Regions from separate parts of the Mus musculus genome. Here region 1 is linked to region 2. The links are chromatin contacts, called in public HiChIP or PLAC-seq maps. All regions are on one chromosome and are shown on one strand. The core of a region is the stretch at or near the end of the contact, and the rest is flanking DNA. Distances in the headings are between cores, read along the strand shown. Region 1 has its middle 11 kb from the start of Gm39171. Region 2 overlaps Enpp6 (ectonucleotide pyrophosphatase/phosphodiesterase 6).

Evidence for each region. HiChIP or PLAC-seq counts read pairs in DNA pulled down with a chosen protein or histone mark.
Region 1: an H3K27ac HiChIP or PLAC-seq map of embryonic stem cells shows a contact between it and region 2, with 5 read pairs. The contact joins two enhancer-like sites. A contact is called at or near these places in 6 of 115 datasets of contacts at active chromatin or transcription factors (bone marrow-derived dendritic cells, embryonic basal ganglia, embryonic stem cells and 2 more) and 2 of 9 other capture datasets (adipose tissue and liver).

The regions. Positions count from the first base shown.
Region 1 is chr8:47,333,075-47,335,774 of GRCm38.p6, reverse strand. It overlaps a transcript of Stox2 not described here. Among named protein-coding and RNA genes, the nearest start is that of Gm39171, 11 kb to the right of the region's middle. Within about 2 kb of position 1,399, at least 169 of the 459 cell types and tissues checked have an H3K27ac peak or open chromatin away from gene starts, as enhancers often do. A contact at or near this core is called in embryonic stem cells, where this site is marked.
Region 2 is chr8:47,057,401-47,060,209 of GRCm38.p6, reverse strand. All of the region lies in intron 3 of Enpp6 (ectonucleotide pyrophosphatase/phosphodiesterase 6), which reads right to left. Among named protein-coding and RNA genes, the nearest start is that of Gm31231, 24 kb to the left of the region's middle. Within about 2 kb of position 1,474, at least 4 of the 459 cell types and tissues checked have an H3K27ac peak or open chromatin away from gene starts, as enhancers often do. A contact at or near this core is called in embryonic stem cells, where this site is marked.

The DNA.
Region 1 (2,700 bases), core at 150-2,649, 280 kb before region 2:
TGCCAGAGGTCTGAGTTGCTGTAGTTTGTACGCCGTCTGCTGTGGGTCTTGAGAACTGAGTTCCAGTTCTCTGGAAGAGCAGCGAGTGCTCCTAACCTCCAAGCCATCTCTCAAGCCTGGCACTGGTTCTTAGGGCTGAATAATTCTATTCCTCTTCCAACTGAATATTTTTAATATAAATCTTTTTTTTTTGATCTGTTAATGCAACACAGAATTCCACAGAAAAGATATGGAGTCTAATATGCTATTTTCCTGGGAAAAAAGCATGCATCGGGCTGGCGAGATGGCTCAGTGGTTAAGAGCACCGACTGCTCTTCTGAAGGTCCCGAGTTCAAATCCCAGCAACCACACGGTGGCTCACAACCATCTGTAGCGGAATCTGATGCCTTCTTCTGGAGTGTCTGAAGACAGCTACAGTGTACTTACATATACTAAATAAATAAATAAATAAATAAATATTTTTAAAAATGCATGAATTATGGCATTTTGTGTATCTCGAGATCTCCTTTGTATCCCTATTGCTAAGTTTAAACTAGCATTTCTTTAATAGTTGTTTAAAGTCTAGAACTAGAGTAAAATTTAGACATATGGGAAGCCTTTCATCACCCTGGCCTTCTGCTTGTCACCAGTAGCACTTCTGACACTTTGTTTCCTGCCTGAGCAGCTGGACTGGCAATTTTGTTGTGCTGATGGGAAACAGAGAGCAGTTTAAGTTAATTTTTTTACTTGAGCAAGAAGTAGGTCCTAGGCACAGGCTATAATCTTATTACTCTGTGAGGACTGAAAGTTCTGGGTCAGCCTGGGCTACAGAGAGAATTCTAGACAAGCATACAGCATGGCGAGACACTGATTCAATAAACAAACAAAGAAACAAACAGGAAAGAAAAAGAAAAACAAAGAAGCCTACCACCAAAATTAAAAATAAAAAAGAAGAGGAGGTGGAGGGGGAAGGGGAGGGGGAGAAGAGGGAAGAGGAAGAGGAAAGTTTGTAGAACCTAAACCTTTGCAGATGGTTCTGAGTACTCCACGCCAGGCAATCTACTGATTTTTGCTGTCTCCCCAGGCTCAGGCTATTTCTGTAGCTTTAAGGAAGAGATACGTATTGATTGTACAGCTATTTGCTTCCAGTCCTGCAGGATCTAGCCTGTCTTTAGTACACATGACAGAACCAATCAAGCACGGAGCGCTATCTTAAGATACAGTTTGTCACCCAGAGGGAAGAAAATCGGCAATAAAGACATGCAAATCCCTCCACTGTGATGCTGTCAGGCATTGTCAGAGGGGCTGGAAAGCTACCGAGGAGCCCACTTCTGTGTCAGCACCGAACAGGTTATAGTTATAGCAAGAGAGAGGAAGTGACATAGAGAAGCAACCTGATTGGCCACAGTCAGCATTCACCTTATATGGGCATGGCCTGATCGGCAGCAGCCAGGACTGGGAAAAGCCTGATGGCTGTGATTGGCTGAAACCTAGTTGCTTGGTTACAGAGGTACAATCTTAGGTTAGGCATTGTACTTCATTGGGAGGCTGCTTTGGGACAAGGTGTGTTACGCAAGTACAGTTATAGGTACCGGCTGTACTTATTTGTTTAATCATAATAAATCAACCTTTTAATGTTGCTGATTCGATTCGAACCAACTCTGCACTTAAGAGTATGTAAAATACTAGGTGGTTAGAAGAGAGACAGTGGAAACAGTGACTCCGAGCTTGTAAGTTAACATGACCAGAAGTAGTTTGTCTTTATACTCTGGTACACATTAGAGCGAAGAAAAAGGCCCCTCTTTTGTTTATATTTTTAATCCTCTTGGTCAGGCTCTATTTCACCTGTTAAAGAATTGGTGGCTAGGCTTTTGTTGACTGTTTCCTGTCTAGGACAGAGGAAAAGCAGCCCAATAGGTTTCAGAGTAGATGAGAGCAGATGCGTGTTTGCTACCCATATCCATTGTATACAACGCCTGATATGCATGGGGGGGGGGGTTCCTTCTCAAAAGTCTCCATTTCCATTTGCTGACAGAAGTCTAGGAATTTCACTACAGCTATAACCGTGACACTTCCAGACGCCTTCTTGAGACTATTTGACTGCAGGGTTAAATAGTGATCTTTAAAATATGAAAACAAACTCAGTCTGTTATGTATAACATGTATGAAATTGGATAAACAAATATAATAAACAATAATAAAAATGTTGCAAGGAGGGAGGTAGAAAGGTCACACAGATAAATCTGGGAGGCTGGAACACAAGGCCACAGCAGAGAAGGGCCAGGTAAGCCGTCTCCTGGCCTGGGATGCCCTGGGAGGTTGTGTCAGATGAGCCTTCAGTGGACGTTTAGTCTCTTGTTCTTGGTCACTTTGTTATCAAAAGCAAATAAAAAATGTCACAGTCTTTCAGGACAGCCTTATTCCCCTGGTGCTTTATTGTAGGACATGGGACAGAGATGGTGACTCTGTCCTTTTATAACCTGCTGAGGAAGTGTTCCTTTTAGAGCCTTGACATCTGTTTCCCATGCCAGCCTGTCCTGTAATTAATGCTTGCCCCACATAGTCACTCTTTGTTGGTATCCATTGGAACAGTTTGTTGGCTCTGCCCTGGGCTTACCAGATAGAAAGGCGGGTGGCTTCTCTTTGGATGGTACATGGCTTATCTCCCACAGTGAGTTAAGGGGGAGGGGGCAGGAAGTGGGCAAGACTGCCAGCCTTCTC
Region 2 (2,809 bases), core at 225-2,724:
GGATATCTCTGATGAATGGGAAAATTATCCCTATACCCCTGTTTCTCTGTTTGCAAAACCGACCTACAGTGACTTGAATAATAAATGTGTCCAGTAGTCTCATGTATTTGAAAACATGACCACCCCCCCACCCCACCCCACCCCCCGGCTGATGGTGATGTTTAGGGAGGTCTACGTGGTATGGCCTTGCTGGAGAAAGTGTATCAGCAGCTATGGGTTTTAAGAGTAAAATCCTCCCCTGTTTTCAGTTCATCCTCTCTACTCTGTGATAGTGGTTGCCATATGCACTCTCAGCTTGCAGGTCTCTACTTCAGCCACCACGTGTACTCCCTGCTGCCATTCAGTGTCTGCCATTATGGACTCTAATTGTATAAAACCCCAAACCAAATAAATTCTTTGTTCTATAAGTTGTCTTGGTCATGGTGTTTTATTGCACAACTGAAAAGCAACTAATATACTGCCATTTGGGTGCTAAATGAGCTGCTGGTATAGTGTTGGACACAGAGCAAAAGAGAAGGACACAAGGAAAGAAGGAAGGGATGGAGGGATGGAGGAAGGGAGGGAGGAATGAAGGGAGGGAGAGAGGGAGGGAGGGAGATGAAATGCCTTCTTCCGCTTGGCTTTATCACTTTGCCTGAGTGTATAGGTTTAGCAGGTAGGAGAGTTTCATCCCTACTGAATAGGAGCGAGCTTCTCCACTCTTCTTAGCCTGTTCATAGAGAAGAGGAACCCAGCCAAGATACTTGAACTGGCTTCCTTTGCCAGGTGGGAGGAATTATCTTGCCATCCATCCGTTCCTTTATTATCTTCAACAGTGGCTGGAGTTCTGAGAGTTGAGGTGGCCAAAGGAACTCCTCTGGAGCTGTATGCAATAGTTGAGAGGTCAACCAAAGTTCTTAGCTGGTGTTCCCCTGCTGCGGCTGCCCAGATCTTGCTTTCTTTGGTTTTCTATGTTATTTGTCAGTATGCTATTGTAATTTCCCATTGTGAGCATTAACCTTGGGCCCTACCCATGATGATTGGCAGGTCCTTTATCATTAAGACTCCTTACTTACTAAGATACTTAAAAACTGACCTTGAGCTCTCCCTGTGGCTCAGACAGAACTTGAACCTTTGAACCTTCTGTCTCAGCATAGTTGGGATTATGGTCTTGTACTACCAGGCCTGGGTTCCAGAGCCCCGTTGAACAGGTTACATGTACAATCTGCTTGGCACCATGTTGGAAGCAGTAACTGCTTCCTCCATGCAGCCAGGGCTCCCTGGTTACCTCCTGATCCCTCTTCTCCTACTCTACAAACTATTCTTTAGTTGGTCTTTAGCACTGGGTACTTTTTTTTTTTTAACTCACCATGAGCCTCCTGCAAACAGAATTTCCAAGACAACAATGAATCAAGTGATAATGGACCATGAACTGCCTTGTGTTTTGGAAGCGGAGTGGGGGTAGGGGTAGGGGTGGGTGTGGAGCGGGTGGTATTGTGCTCAGGGGCCCTGCCTGCTGAGTCTTTATGTGTGATGACAGAGTTCAGAAAACATCAGTGGGGCAGGCTGCTGCTAGAGACAAAAAGCCGAATCCCCCTTTGTCTTAGTTACTGTTCAATTGTTGTGAAGAGATGCCATGACCAAGTCAACTTATCACAGAGAGTAGTTATCCGGGCTGGGGAGTGCTTACAGTTTCAGTGGGTCAGTTTATGACCATCATGGAAGGAAGCATGGCAGTAGACAGGCAGGCAGGCAGGCAGGCATGGCACTTGAGCAGTAGCTGAGAGCTTATATCTTACCTGTGGGTAGCAGACAGAAAGAGAGAGAGAGAGAGAGAGGCAGAGAGAGAGAGAGGCAGAGAGAGGCAGAGACAGACAGACTGTAGGTGGCACAGACTTTTAAACCTCAAAGTCCTCTCACAGTCACATACCTCGGCTAACAAGGACACACCTCCTAATCCTTCTCCAAAACACCCAACTGGGGACCAAACATTCAAATACATGAGCCTATGAGGACATTCTCATTCAAAGCATCACCCTTCTCTAACCTTCAAGAGCCCAGTCCCAGGATGGTCCCAGAGAGGATGATTCTCAACCTCTTCTATCTGTCTGGTTCTTCTTTCAAGGCATCTTGAAGATATGAGTATGGACTGGGTTGTTGGATTAAGAAGCCACATTTTCCAGTCACTTCACACACAGGGAAGGCCCTGGAAGCCTTGCCGACCCAAGCCTCTTCTAGAAGAGCCTGGGTGCCCACGTTACCCCAAGAGCTTGTGAAGTCAAGAGAAGGAAGTTAACCTTCAAGACTCAGAGATGCTTTTGTGAGATGTTGTCATAATTAAATTTTGTCAACTTGTTACAGACATAGACATATCTGTATAGAGTGAAGCTGAGTTGAAGAGATCAGCTTGGTCTATGGGCATGTCTGTGAGCCATCAGTCTTGAGTGTTGATTTTTGTAGAAAGGCCCTCTATGGGCGCCACCATACCTGGCATGTTGGCCTGGGGTATACACAAAGGTAGCCAATCAATGTAAGAAAACAAACCAGTAAGCCATGTTCCTCTATGGTCTCTGCTTCAGTTCCTTCCTCCAGGATGATGTTTGAGTTCCTGCCTAGACTTCTCTTGATGATGGCTTGATTATAACTGTACACCAAAACAAACTTTTTCATCCTCAAGTTGCTTTTGCTCATAGGGTTTAGGACAGCAACAGAAAATCAAACCAGGAGAGGTGGGGAGAACACCTACGTAACATAGTAGATAAAGAGGAAACTAGGTTAATGTGAATAAAGCCTTTTGTCTCAGTGCTGTTGATATTAAAAATGTCAACTT